Linked DNA regions of Mus musculus: all the other regions are linked to region 3. The links are chromatin contacts, called in public promoter capture Hi-C maps. All regions are on one chromosome and are shown on one strand. Each heading gives the region's core, a stretch centred on a gene start, on an enhancer-like site or on the middle of the called end of the contact. The rest is flanking DNA. Distances are from core to core; before and after follow the strand shown.

Region 1 (2,700 bases), core at 96-2,595, 780 kb after region 3:
CAGGGGCACTTACAGAGGTGTGGTGTAGTGAGCAATCCTTTTTTGCAGGGTCCTAGGATAGATCTAGGGGTGTGTAGTGGCAAGACAGCAAGCCTTCCGCCGCATCTTGAGACAGGTGCAGGCTTGTTGAATGGGGAATCAGCAAATCCACACACACGACGTCTGGGTGAGATGCAGGGATGTCTATTGTAGAGGGAAATTTTGAGGATCTAACTTGACTCTGTAAGTCCTGCATTCAAAACACACAGTTCTAAGCAGTGGGTAGTGAGATTTTCAAACACCAGGACCAAAAATGCAAGCTGGGGAGCAAATGTTTTTTTGTTGTTGTTGTCGTTGTTTGTTTGTTTTGACTCACATTCCATATTACTGTTCGCCATGGAAGGAAGCCAGGACCAGACCTCACCCAGGACAGGACCCTGGAGGCAGGAGCTGATGCAGAGGCCATGGAGGGTGCTCCTTACCGCCGTGCTCTTTGCAGTTTGCTCAGCCTGTTTTGTTTTTGTTTGTTTGTTTTTTTTTTCGAGACAGGGTTTCTCTGTATAACCCTGGCTGTCCTGGAACTCACTTTGTAGGCCAGGCTGACCTCGAACTCAGAAATCCGAACCCAGGACCACCAGTCCAGGGATGGCCCCGCCCATAATAGGTGGGGTCCTCCCCATCAGTCACTAAGACAATGCCTTACAGGCCTGCTACAATCTGATTTTATAGAGACATTTTCTTTACTGAGGTTCCCTCCTCCCATGACTTTAGCTCGTGTCAAGTTGACATAAACCAGCACAAGCGGGAACATACTAAACCAACATAAAAGAAGGCTTTTAACAATTGTGCAAACTTTAGGGACATCTAAAACTCTACGTTATCAAACATGAGAATTATTAGATTAGTATATTCTTCCAAGCTTTGGTGATTTAATTTTGATTTTTTTTTTTTTACCCCCATGTAGCCCAGCCTAGATTTTCCCATGCTATGTAGCAAGTTTGTCTTGAACTCCAGCTTCCGCCACCCAAGTGCTGGCACAGAAGCACTTGGGGCCAAGGGACGATGAGGTTTTCCCTGCGCGGTTTCTCACAGTGTATAGGTTTGGTTGTAGCATCTTCTCTCTAAACAGGGAAGGACGGATTCTGCTTGACTCTCAGGCCTCACTTTGCAGGTAACAAGTCTGAAACGCAACTGAAGTAGGAAAGCTACAGTAGAATCCAGGTCCATCTCATCCCTGGACCCAGAAAGCGAGAGTGAAGAGCAAATCGTCGAGATTTGAACCTTGTGGCTTTCCGTATCGTGGGGCATCTTAAGATTCCCGCGTTTTTGTGTGTGCGTGTTAGCGAGCTCTGCGCAGGCGCACGAAGCTGAGGCAGCGGCTATGGCCGCAACCGTGGGCGACGGGTCCGGTACTGAGGAGGCCTGCCGGGTCAGTGGGTGCCCTACATATGGGAGCTGCTGCTGATTACTCCCCTCAGGGCGGATCCAGTGCCTGAGGAGATGTCCCTGTAGCCCTGAGGGGACCTGGCCAGGAGCTGCGCGAGGGTGGGCCAGGGCCGGAGACAAGAGGCACAGTTCCAAATCATCTGCGGATGCCTCAGGTTAAAAAGTGGTAGCCCAGGCCTTAGGCCTTGAGGCTCCGGGGAGCCGGAGCTGAGAACTCACTTATCTGGGTTCTGCCCCTGATGCCCCTTCATGAGAGGGCCTGGTTAATGCCTACTTCCGGTAGGATGCCATTGTATGATGGTGTGAATGTTAGGGGTCAGCAAAAGCCAAATGCGGCCGCAGGGATCCCACCCGAGCGGTTCAGCCTGGGGCGCATTAACTTGCAGGCATTTTCTTTTGGCTTTTAGGAATATGAGTTCGGTTTTTCCCCTTACGTATTTCCATTCCCTCCTCCACCATATTTGTTCTTACTGAATCAGTCTTGACATGTTGCTCAGGCTGGCCTCCAACGCTTGGGCAAAGCCATATTTCACCCTCAGTCTCTTGAGAAGCTAGGACTGTGGGTGTGAATCATCACCCTTGTCCCCGTCATCATGGCCCTCTGTATATAAAGCCCATGTGTACACACACATCTATATCCATATATGTGTAACAGGAGGGACATTAGGTGCCAAGAGTGGTGGAAGAGACTGTAACCCAGCACTATGGAGGCAGAGGCCTACACACTGCTTAGTCTACATAGTTCCAGAACAACCAAAGCTACGCAGTGAGACCCTCTCAAAAACCAAATAAAAACCTTAACACACACACACACACACACACACACACACACAGGTACGTATGTAAACACATTTGTGAGGCAATTATGAATGTAAGAGGCATGAAAGAAAAACACATTTGTGAGGCAATTATGAATGTAAGAGGCATGAAAGAAAAGGGAGCAAGTCGATTTGGGATGCTAGTTCTAGTCATCTGAAGAGAAATACTACAATGCTAAGATCTACTTGTTCTTTTAGAACATGGAATCTAAAGAAGAATTTGTTAAAGTCAGAAAGAAGGACCTGGAACGGCTGACGACGGAAGTGATGCAAATACGGGACTTCTTACCCAGAATACTAAATGGGGAGTTACTGGAAAGTTTCCAGAAATTAAAGATGGTAGAAAAAAGTGAGTCTTACCTCATGCATGCCACTTGTCTTTGGGTGGGCAGGGGAGTTGAGCGAAGTTCAGGATTGCTAGGACTTGTCTATCCAGATGTTTGACATTTGAGCAACA
Region 2 (2,700 bases), core at 140-2,639, 580 kb before region 3:
CTGTGGATGGAAAGCCCAAGAATCCTGTAGTTTCTCAGACCACGAGGCTAAATGTCTCAGCTGGTCTTCAGCTTATGCTGGAATCCCTAAAAAGTAAGGTTCTGATGCCAGTGAAGGAATGGACATGCTAGCAAGGCTAGGGCAAGCAGGCAGGAGCAGAAGCTTCCTCGTCCAGCTCTAGCAAAGCCTGTAGCCTAGATTAGAGCTGATTCAAGGTTTGGTTCAAAGGCCTGGGACTCCCTACCTCAAAGGTCCAGACCTGAAGCAGAATCACCGACTCCAAAGCAAGCAAAAAGTTCTCACAGGTATGTCCTCCATTCCCAGATTTGATTTCATGACTAACAGAGTCAAGTTGACAACCAGAAAAATAATCATCACAGGACTCAAGAAGAAATTTGGAGGTGGGAACTGAAGTAGAGGTCATGGGGAAATACTGCATGTTCACTCTCCCTTTTTATACAGCCTAGGCCTATCTACCTAAGTATGCATTAATACAGTAGATTGGAAACCCCCCCCCCCCCACACACACACATCATTCTTTAATCCAAAAATATTCTACAGTCTTGCCTATAGCCAATCTAATGGAGGCATTTCTAAGTTGAGTTCCCTTCTCTCAGATGACCCCCACTAACATCAAGTCGACAAAAGGCCAACCAGTACCGGAGCGAAAGCCTCTTCTTTGCTTACAAGTTTTTTTCTATTTACATTATTAATTCATATATGTTGCTTTCTGCTCTTGGCTTGGTTTATAGTAATAATGTTCAATACCCAGAAGTAGTCCAAGTAAAGCCTGTAAGAAGAGACATTTGCAAAAGCATATGTCTTTATCAAACGTGTTTTAAAATATTATTTCTTCAGACAAAGCTTTAACATATTTGTACAGGTTTCTTTCAAACCTGGGGCTCAATCAACATTTTAAATCTTAACTTTCAAAAAATATAGGTGCAAAAGTCCATTTGCCTCATCTCAGATTCTTAAGTTGGCACTCATTATTGGCACTGTCCTCTCCTGACCGGGTAACCTTCTCTGTTTGGGGTCATGGGTTTTCCTTTCCCTACACTGAGTCTGGGATGTCCAGAGCCAATCTGTAGCGCTATTTTATGTGAAACAGTAGAAGCCCACTGAGTACACGACAAAGCGAGTGCGTGCACTAAAATCCCAGAAGGCGTCGTGCTTAAATGCAAGGATCCCACATATTTACTCCAAACGGAACGTCTGGGTTAAGATTGGGTGTTGCTCTATCTTTTTTTTTTTTTTTTTTTTCCCCATTTGCGTCAAGTATGGGAGAGGTTGTTGATCCTGCTACTCACGAATAAGAAGGCGGGTCCAGCATCTTTCGCCAATCAGAGCCGCTGTTACTTCCTTGCTGGAACTGTCAAATGAGGAACACGGATGTTCTGAAGTTTCTGCCCCTGGCTCCATTTTTGAATCCCGTGTAGCTTTTGTGAGGTGTTGTGACAGCTGGTTTCAGTCAGTGCCACCTATTTTGTCGGCAGGCTCTTCCGAAGGACCCCCGCATGCGTCCGAAGCTGGAAATGGTGAGTACACGGTTGCTCCCGGAGTCGTGGGCCGCGGCTTTGACGTAGCCTGGCGCAGCTTGGCACCGCCGACCCGACGTTCCTCTGGCGCTGTGCTGCAGTTCGAGGTGGAGCTTGGCACCGGCGGAGCCAGGAGTCGGAGGCTCCTCCTGCCCTGTCGCTGTAAAACTGCTTTATCCCAGTCCCTTGGCTATCATGGGGAATGAGCTCGGTGGTCCTGCACCCTGCAGACTTTGCAGCGCTCACGGGTTGGTGATGCGGTCTGGTCAGTGTAGTGAAAGGACGTGGGTGTTGAGCGTTACTGCTGGTCTGACCTTGCACTTGCGTTTGGCCTGCTTTATTGTTTTCTGAGGTCTCCTTGATTTTGTATTAGTTTTGCTCTAGGCTGCTTCTCCAAAGAGAAGGAATATGTAATGTGCTTTTGGTGGCAGTGGTGCTGGTGAGTTTTTGATTGGTTGATTTCTTTGTTTTTCAGACAGGGTTTCTCAGTAGCCCTGGCTACCCTGGAACTCACTTGGTAGACCAGGCTGGCTTCGAACTCAGAGATTCTCCTGCCTCTGCCTGTAATGTGTGTTTGTTTGTCTTCTTTCCTTTCTTGGAACTCATTACGTAGACCAGGCCTACCTTGAACTCAAGAGATCTGCCTGCTTCTGCTTCCTGAGAACTGCAGTTTAGATGCGAGCACCATCATGCCCTACAAGGTGGGCTCCTTAATTAGTATTTACCAAGATTACAGTCCTCTAGAAAAATATTAACATCTTCGGTTGTTTCCTTTGCCCTTATGTAAATCGTTTTTCTAGACAGTGTAATTTGCGACTAGGGAAAGTGTGGACAGGGGCCATCTGGGAGAAAAACATACGTGTCTTCTATCTTCTGGATGAGGTATTTTTTTGAGAGTTGGTTTGAGTGCACAAAACATTTCAAATTTTATTAGTGTTGTTCATGTGTGGTGAGCCAATCTTTGGGCTCCCGTGCCATAGTATATACTGTGCAGGTCAAAGGACTCCCTTGTGGGGTTGGAGTTGGTTCTCCTGTCCATTCCCTGGGTTCAGGGATCAAACACAGGTCACAACGCATGCTTGACGACTGCTTTTGCCTGTTGACTCATTTCTTCGGCTTCATTTATTTTTACTTTTACTTTTATTTTAAAACCGGGTTTCAT
Region 3 (2,700 bases), core at 107-2,606:
TGAGTAGTCTCTTTATTTCCTTCCCTTTTAGGCCCCACTGTTGTATTTGACATTAACCTGACAGAAATGAATGTTTTCTTAAAAGAGCCTTTAGCTTTAACAATATTGAAACAGTGAATTCCAAGAAATTGAGATTTCTCTGGGAATCTGGTATTGGGAGAAGAAAACCCTGGGCCAGAGCTGATGCTCATCTCCTCCAGGAAAGGGATGAACAACCTCACAGAGATGGTGACAGTCCAGTAATGGGTGGCATCACCCCTCATCCTGGACTGCTTAGTATGCCCTGGGCTTTAACTTAAACTTCAGTCTCACTTTAGTAACCCCAAGATAGACTAGTGGGGAATCACTGGGTCTTTTTGTTCCTCTTCCCAACATAGCCACATTGCATAAATTTCTTCTTTTCTGGTTTTCCCTACTAATTTGCATGTTTGTCTTCACGAGGTTGGGTGGCTGAACCTGGCTTCTTATAGACTGTGACCTCAAGTTTAGTAACAGCCATCAGGAACAATCTGACTCAGTGTCTCTCTTGCATTTGACCCTTGTATATATCTGCATGGACAAGCTGAACTGTACAGCACCTCCTGTCCAAACATTGACTATTTGGAGTCAGATAATAGTGTGCTTGTGGAACACACCAGAAGTCACTGGGTCAAATTAAACACTGGATCCTTGTTAAAGCGTGAGGACTTTGCTGGTATGTTTGACCTCTTTCTATAAATTCCACTTTCTGTATGCCTTCAATAATTTCATTCCTTCATATGTTTTCTATGCTATTGACTGAATATAGGTAGCCTCCATCCCTCCCTCACACACACTCTCTCTGTGTCTGTCTCCCTCCCTCCCTTACTCCCTCTCTCCCTCTCCCCTCTCCCCTCTCCCCTCTCCCCTCTCCCCTCTCCCCTCTCCCCTCTCCCCTCTCCCCTCTCCCCTCTCTCTCCTATTCCAGACCTGGTATGCCTTTTGTCTTCTATGGTGCGATGGGGCTGTTTCCATAGACACCGAGTCTGGAATCCCTCTGTGCTTCTGTAACCCCATCAGAAAGGGGAGGAAGCAAGAATTGCCCGCTGAGCAAGTGTTGGGTCAGGAAAGCTGGGACAGGGCTCTGCTTCTGCCCTTTCCCACTGTGGGGCCAGTGAGGATCTAGGAAAGTACTCTATGCAGTCTGGGTAGGCTTGAACCTAAAATTTCTAATTTGAATCTCAATGTGGTAGGTGAGTGTGCTCCTCCAGTCGCTAAAGCTTTAGGAGGCGGGTCTGTGGATTGATGGCCAACCAGGCAAGTTGTTTTGGGATGCATATCCAATGAAATATCCAGGCATTAGGAAGATGGCCGCTACGTATCACTGAGACATCCCCTTTTGGTCCCCGCCTTATTTGGGGATCTGGATTGTTAGCATCTGTACAGGGAATCTCCAGGTCTCTCTCTCTCTCTACTCCATTTCTGCCTCACCTCCACTGACTGCAGGAACTACAAGAGGACACTAGGACATCATGTCTCTGGAAATGGTTCGTGCGGGCGATTGTGGCAGTGGGGTACAGCTCTCGTCTGCAGAGGGGTCTCTCTGACTCTGATGAGCCTCAGAGCGGGATCCTCCGGGTGGAGCTGGTCCAGGCTGCCCTGTCTCTTGCTGAGCGCTCACTGAAGCAGACACATCTGGTCTCTCGCAGTGCCAGGTCTAGGCAGAGTGGGTGGTGGTGGCAGAGGGTGGTGGAGACTAGGTACTCGGGTTGGGGGTTCTGCACCAGAGGAGGTAAGAGGTGTGTTGACCCCCGGATCTTGTGCATGTTATTCTGAAACATACAGAGACATGGATCTTTTTTACACTGTCACGATTTATTAAATAGCCAATAAATTCTTTTTCCTTGACTACAGTTTTCCAAGTAAGCCCGATTTTGCCTTCTTTCTGGCCGTGGGCAGCCACTGCTCTTTTATTCCAATCTTAATCACTAACATTAAACCACATATTAACATTTCACACAATAATGAACCAAAACACAGGTTGCAGAATGGTTAAGAAAGTGTTAGAAAGGCTTGAAAGCACACAAAGCTTTACTGGAGTCCAGGCATTGGAGCTAATACGGGGACAAAGAGGGCTGTTGAGGATCGAATAATTCTCATCGATCAACTAAGCCGGAGAAACTGCGAGGACAAAGGCGGGAGGGAGTCCTTGCCCACGGTTATTCCCCTTCTCTTGACAGCTGACCCTGTGATCACTGCCTGTGTGCCACACTCTGGTTTTGGGGTGCTCCTTGTAGAAATTCAGGTGAGGGGTTGCATATATTGTGGTTGATAAGCTCATGCGTCTAGTGTTTTTGATAAAATTTGGTACATTTTCAGGAGTTGTTTACTGATGTCACTTTGTGCCTTCTGGAGTGCTGGCAAATAGTAGCTCTTTTTCCTCTATGAGATCTTATGCTTAAAACTCGAGCAAATCAGATTAACGTTGTTGCTGAACACAATGGAGCCATTCTAGGTTTGGCATAACCTGCAACATGAACTAACTACAAGCAGCCCGCCCCCACGCCCCCCTCCACCCCCCCCCACCCCCCCCACCCCCCCCCACCCCCCGCCGTCTTTTCCTTGTCTCATTTCAGTGGCACCTGCTTTTCCAATGAGCCTTGCAGGTTGCTCTAGTCTCATCCTGTCGCTGCAGTAACATACTGACTGAAGGCAGCATGGCTCGTGAGGAAAGGGTTCTTT
Region 4 (2,700 bases), core at 175-2,674, 750 kb before region 3:
CCTGTTTGCTATAACCTCCAAGAACCCCAACAACTATTCTTTTCCTAAGAACATGCCCTTGTTCTCATTGACAGAATGACAAAAATTGAAAGCTGAAGTGAACTGTGGGTTTGTGGAGCCATGGGGTGATTTGTGTAATCACTACTGGCTTTTATTGTATGTGCCATGATGCTGCTAAGTCTAGACCCATGCATGGTGCTGATCATTCTCCAGCCTTCTCATCATCAACAGACTTCAACTTGAACTTGTAGTGACATCTCTGTCTGCAGCGTCTCCACTGCCATCCTTGGGTAGTAGGGAGAACGGTCTCTCCTTTGTATACCTTTCCTCTATCCTTTCTCCACCTAGTCCTCCATCTCCTCCTCTTTTTTTCTTCCTTCCTTCCTTCCTTCCTTCCTTCCTTCCTTCCTTCCTTCCTTCCTTCCTTTCTTTCTTTCATTAGGTATTTTCTTTATTTACATTTCAAATGTTATCCCCTTTCTTGGTTTCCCCTATGAAAACCCCCATCCCCTCCCTCTCCTCTTCTTTCTATTCCTTATCTCCATTCCTATTTTTCCTTTTCTTCTCCTAGCTCTCTCTTCCCCCTCCTTTTCATCCTTTGCTATCTTCTGCCGCACACCCACATCTCCAACTCCTCCTTAGTAAAATTAACTGGTCCTGGAAGTTAAATGAGGATGATGATGACTTATTTTCAGTGCTAGAGATGATACCCAGGATCTTGAGCACACTAGCCAAGCACCCGCACTGAGCTATCATCTGCCCCTGTGATTGTTATAGTCAAACCACCTAGGATCACTTGCACTGTTATCCCACCCCATGAGAGTGGCCAAACCTACAGATCCCTCTGATGAATGTTCCCAAGAAAAGCCCTACACCCCTCAAACACTCCTTTCTCCAGACCAACTTCTAAATAAGAGTTCTAGAAACAGAGGCTAAGAGAGGGAAGAGCTTGTTTCAAACTGCAGGGGAAGACTAGTTCTGAGATGAGTTGATAACCTAGTTCTCTAAGCCCCTGAAAAGGGACATGTTCTCTTCCTGACGACTGTGTAATTCCTTCAGGGACACTTTCTTTCCTATTTATGTTGCAGTATTGGTCCTCATACCCAGCCTGGCAGATGCAGATTGGAGCTTGATTCTTGGTGAGGGACATGGGGTGCTCTGTGCTGTCCTATGGAACTCTGTCTCTGAAGGCTCTGTGGTTCTCATAACCATTGCCCCAAGTTTTGAGGGTGCTACCAGGTTACCACTCCCAGATCCCACCTTGAACAACTTACCATGGTGAGGGATGGTATGTAGGCTCCTGTGGGTAATGACAGGGGTGCAGGCTCAGAGGGTTCTAGGGGGTGGCTCTGGCATGGCTCTCCTCCTTCACAGGCTCTTGGCCCTAGTTCCTCTTGTAACAGCCCCTCTTTTACTTCCTTTGCGGGAGGGCTCATGACCACAGGGGAGGGAAGCTGAGGGCGGGGACAGTGCTCTGAGCTCTAGCAGCAATGACAGGGCTGAGGGAACCGTTTGGAGCTTACCCTGAAGGGATAGGTCAAAGTTGGCGGGCAGTCACTGCCAGACTAGAGAAAGTCCTTTATCCATCATCTACCTCAAGAAAAGAGTTACAGCAAAAAGCACCCAAATCAGCTGACTGCAGGACTGGCCGCTTAGTTCTCTTCAGAATCAGGGGAAGGAAGTACCATTTCAGATGTGTGTCTGCTCAGAGTTCCCATGGAAACCCTTTATGGTCCTCCCTGTAGACTGTTCCTCCAAAGCCAGGTCTGTTAGTAAGGGAAGTTTAACTGGAGTAGAAGACACCACAAGACTTATTTCCCTTTAATGTCTGTATTTCTCTTTGTGTGCGTTTCTATATGGGTGCATATGAATGTGTGGAGGGAGGTCAGAAGACAACCTTAGGTGAGTGCCAGTTCTCACCCTTCTCCTTGAAATAGGCATCACTGTTGTTTTCCTACTGTGGAAATCAGGCTAGTCTGCAAGCTTCCTGGATTCTCTTGTCTCCACCTCCTATCTCCATGTCTCAGATATTTGTTACCTTTATCTGGCTTTATGTGGGGTCTGGGGATTCAAACTCATGCCCTGATGCTTGTTGTGAAAAGTGAGCTATTGGCCTTGAGAGAGAGAGAGAGAGAGAGAGAGAGAGAGAGAGAGAGAGAGAGAGAGAGAGAAAGAGAAAGAGAGAGACACAGAGAGAAACAGAGACAGAGACAGAGAGACAGAGACAGAGACCGAGACCTTTGGAACCCAGGAGGCACTGGATCTCTGGGAGTTTACATCTGTTAACCACCTGATATGGGTGCTTGGAATTGAACTGTGGTCCTCTGAAATTACAGGAAGTAATCTTCTATCCAGTTGAGCCTTCTATCCAGCAAGCACCTCCCACTGTCACTCCACCCCAAATCTGGATATTGTTGTGGTTTTTGTTTTTGAGATAGGGTTTCCACTGTATAATTTTGACTTGTCTGGAGTTTGTAAGTAGCAAATTTGGTCTCAAACTCAGAGATCCTCCTGCCTCTGGATTGTGGGGCCCAAAGATGTACACACCATTCCTGGCCCAATCTGGGTTTTCACACTTACAGCCTTGCTGTTTTCCTGACTTGGCTCTATCAGCAGCAGCCAGCACATGTAGGGCCTACCATACGTTAGCTCAGTACTTGGTCTTTGGAAGACCAGATCACAAATGAGTCTTCTGTTGAC
Region 5 (2,700 bases), core at 126-2,625, 550 kb before region 3:
ACTTCTGAGCCATCTCTCCAGTCCATGTCCATTCATTTCTTATGTATAGTAAAATTCTTTCCTTTCTCTTTCCTAGCAAAGGGTGCTGGTTTTAGTTTGTGACCTTTAGTTTTGAGGTTTTGTTTGTTTGTTTGTTTGTTTTCAGAATGGTTTCTGTGTGTCCCTGGCTGTCCTGGAACTCTCTTTCCTTCCTTCCTTCCTTCCTTCCTTCCTTCCTTCCTTCCTTCCTTCCTTCCTTCTTTCTCTCTCCTCCTCCTCCTCTTCCTCTTCCTCCTCCTCCTCTTCCTCTTCCTTTTCTTCACAATGACCTTTAACTTCTTGCCTCCAAAGTCCTGTAATTAAAGGTCTGTACCACCATGCTAAACAATTTTAAGTTGTTTTTGTTTGTTTGTTCTTAGAAATCTTCATACTTTATTTTTGTGTCTGTATTAATTTACATTCTCTCTTAAAAGTTATAATGACTCTTTCTCCTATATCTGGTTTCATATATACTTCTTTTAAAATTTTAAGATTATTTTTATATGTGTATGAATGTATGTATGTGCACCATGTGAGAACCTGGTGCCTGTGAATTAAAAAGGTGATGAAGCTCTTGGAGTTAAGATGTTTTCAAACGATCGTGTGGATGATTGAAAGCAATCCCAGGGCCTCTGTAAGAGTAACAAGTGCTCCACATCTTAATATTCAGAAGTGGGACAGTGTATTCTACAGCCACATTGAAGTTCTAGCCGAAATAAACCAAATCCACAAACACTATTTCTAGGAGTTTGGTGAAATGCATCTCTAATCTTAACCACCGCACAAGTTCTTCATGTTGAAGATATATTCTGAATTCAGCATTCTCTGTACGTTATAAAACCCAAACACTGTACAGTAAGCAGCGTAATGACCACCTATAGTACAAGCCCAAAGAAGCGCTGGTGAGATGGGTTGGTTGGTAAAATGCCTGATTATCCTTCATGAGGATCTGCGTTTGGATCCCCAGAACCCACGTAAAAAGCCGGCCAAGCCTCTATCGCTAAAACTGGAGGTAGGGATGTGTGTCATTGGCTTTGTCCTAATGTCACTGAGTCCTGAATGTTCACAAAAAAAGTAGTGTGAGTAAGCGGAAAGGCACGAGGAACTCACACGAAGAACTAAATGTGTGCTCTAAAAACCCCGAAGTATATTCTCTTTAAATAGAATGACACCAAATATACTCCGGGTTTACTCCAGGGGTTTGGGGGAGCCAGAGTTAGGGAGGTTCTGTAGTCAGTTTGCCGGGTGAGTTCCATTTAAACGCGCTGAAAAGAGTTAAAGAGGCGGGTCGGTACCGTTCACCAATCAGGGACGTTGTTACTTTCCTGCATGAACTGCCCAATGAGGAGCATGGATAGTCAGAGGGTGCCGCCATTGCCGCCCTGTTTGAGTCCTGTGTAGCTCCAGGGAGGCAGGTGGTGACTTGGCCTGAGTCGCTGTCCCTTCTGCTGATTGTAGGCCCTTTAGGAAGCACACTGCTCGCGTGTGAAATCAGGAAATGGTGAGTGTGCCCTGTGTTCCTGGAGTCGTGCGTGGCACGTTGGTGACATCGCGGAGGCTTTGTCCCTGTGTGGTGCCGCGGCACTGACGTTCGCCTGATTCTGTGCAGGAGTCTGTCACCCGCGCCCTCTCACCCACGTGCGTTTTAATTCCGTGCAGAGCAGGCAGCGGGGAGCCTGGGGTCTGGTCCTGTCGGTCCGGCCCTGCCCTGCCCCGCCCCCCTTCTGAAGCAGTGTCTTCTAGTCCGCTGTGCTCTCGGGTGAGACAGCGCCTCTCCAGACTGCATCGCTGGCGAGTTGGCGTGATGCTCTGTAGCATTTAGACTGTTGTGAGGGGCTTTGATAAACGCTGTTCGTTCCTTCCTTCCTTCCTTCCTTCCTTCCTTCGTGGGCATCGAACCTCAGGCTTTGCTCATTCTAGGCAATCCTTTTACCAATGAACTGTAAACCTATCCCGCATCCTGGTTTTTGCTGTTAGCGTTAATGCAGGAGGATTTGTTTGCTCCCTCTGGGCTGAGAGTGGGAGGAATGCTCCGGCTTGCAAGGAAGAGAGGATTTTCAATTTGCTTCAAAATTGTTTGGATTCACCAACCAATTGGGCAATTAATTGTCTAGGCACAGGTGAAATTTGGGGGAATTTTTTTTTTCTTCTAGCATTGCTGGCTGTAAAAAAAAAAGCATGAGATGGGATGAATAATTTAATTGTAAAAACAAACAAAAACGTGGTAGATTCTTTGGCTGTGGACTTGAACAGAAGGGATGAGAGGGTTATATCTGTTTCTATCTCATCGTTATGAATATTCGTAAGTTGTTTATATCCTCTTGATTTAATTTTAGCTTGTTGTATGCGACTCAGAATCAAACCATTTCTTGCATATATTTCTTTTCCTCGTGGGGGGTATTTTTTTCAAAATACTACCAAATGGTCCACTGCTTTTCTTTTTTCCTGTCTTTTTTTTTTTTAGTCTCTTGCAACCTCCCCTAATTTATGACTTTATTAATTTGTCTCTTCCCTCTTTTTTGTTAGCTTGACTACAGTTTTGCCTATTTTACTGTTTTTTAAAAGAACCATTTCTGAGATTGACATTGACTGTGTGTATTCTTTGAGTCAATTTCAATAATTTTTCAACTTATTTTTTACTTCTTGCTGTCTTTTGCTCTTAAGTCTGACATTTTGTTGTTT

Evidence for each region. Promoter capture Hi-C pulls out the DNA fragments that hold promoters and counts their contacts. Capture Hi-C pulls out chosen DNA fragments and counts their contacts.
Region 1: a promoter capture Hi-C map of stem cell-derived epiblast-like cells shows a contact between it and region 3, with 2.6 times the contacts expected there. The contact joins the promoter of Hsf2bp here to the promoter of Zfp811 in region 3. A contact is called at or near these places in 1 of 39 promoter capture datasets (stem cell-derived epiblast-like cells) and 1 of 115 datasets of contacts at active chromatin or transcription factors (large pre-B cells).
Region 2: a promoter capture Hi-C map of cranial neural crest shows a contact between it and region 3. The contact joins the promoter of Zfp101 here to the promoter of Zfp811 in region 3. A contact is called at or near these places in 3 of 39 promoter capture datasets (3T3-L1-derived adipocytes, cranial neural crest and frontonasal cranial neural crest) and 1 of 9 other capture datasets (adipose tissue).
Region 4: a contact with region 3 is called in a promoter capture Hi-C map of pancreatic islet, with 4 times the contacts expected there. The contact joins the promoter of Myo1f here to the promoter of Zfp811 in region 3. A contact is called at or near these places in 6 of 39 promoter capture datasets (the 3T3-L1 cell line, 3T3-L1-derived adipocytes, the C10 cell line and 3 more), 1 of 115 datasets of contacts at active chromatin or transcription factors (bone marrow-derived dendritic cells) and 1 of 9 other capture datasets (pancreatic islet).
Region 5: a contact with region 3 is called in a promoter capture Hi-C map of liver, with 5 times the contacts expected there. The contact joins the promoter of Zfp81 here to the promoter of Zfp811 in region 3. A contact is called at or near these places in 13 of 39 promoter capture datasets (the 3T3-L1 cell line, 3T3-L1-derived adipocytes, the HPC-7 cell line and 8 more).

The regions. Positions count from the first base shown.
Region 1 is chr17:32,033,153-32,035,852 of GRCm38.p6, reverse strand. Hsf2bp (heat shock transcription factor 2 binding protein) reads left to right here and starts at 1,345. Exons shown (of 8, transcript NM_028902.1): 1 at 1,345-1,408; 2 at 2,442-2,592. The coding sequence starts at 1,361.
Region 2 is chr17:33,393,326-33,396,025 of GRCm38.p6, reverse strand. Zfp101 (zinc finger protein 101) reads left to right here and starts at 1,389. Exons shown (of 4, transcript NM_009542.2): 1 at 1,389-1,538. The coding sequence starts at 1,518.
Region 3 is chr17:32,808,587-32,811,286 of GRCm38.p6, reverse strand. Zfp811 (zinc finger protein 811) reads left to right here and starts at 1,356. Exons shown (of 4, transcript NM_183177.3): 1 at 1,356-1,505. The coding sequence starts at 1,503.
Region 4 is chr17:33,554,431-33,557,130 of GRCm38.p6, reverse strand. Myo1f (myosin IF) reads right to left here and starts at 1,424. Exons shown (of 28, transcript NM_053214.2): 1 at 1,275-1,424. The coding sequence starts at 1,277.
Region 5 is chr17:33,357,553-33,360,252 of GRCm38.p6, reverse strand. It overlaps Zfp81 (zinc finger protein 81), which reads left to right and starts at 1,375. Exons shown (of 4, transcript NM_207541.1): 1 at 1,375-1,519. The coding sequence starts at 1,517.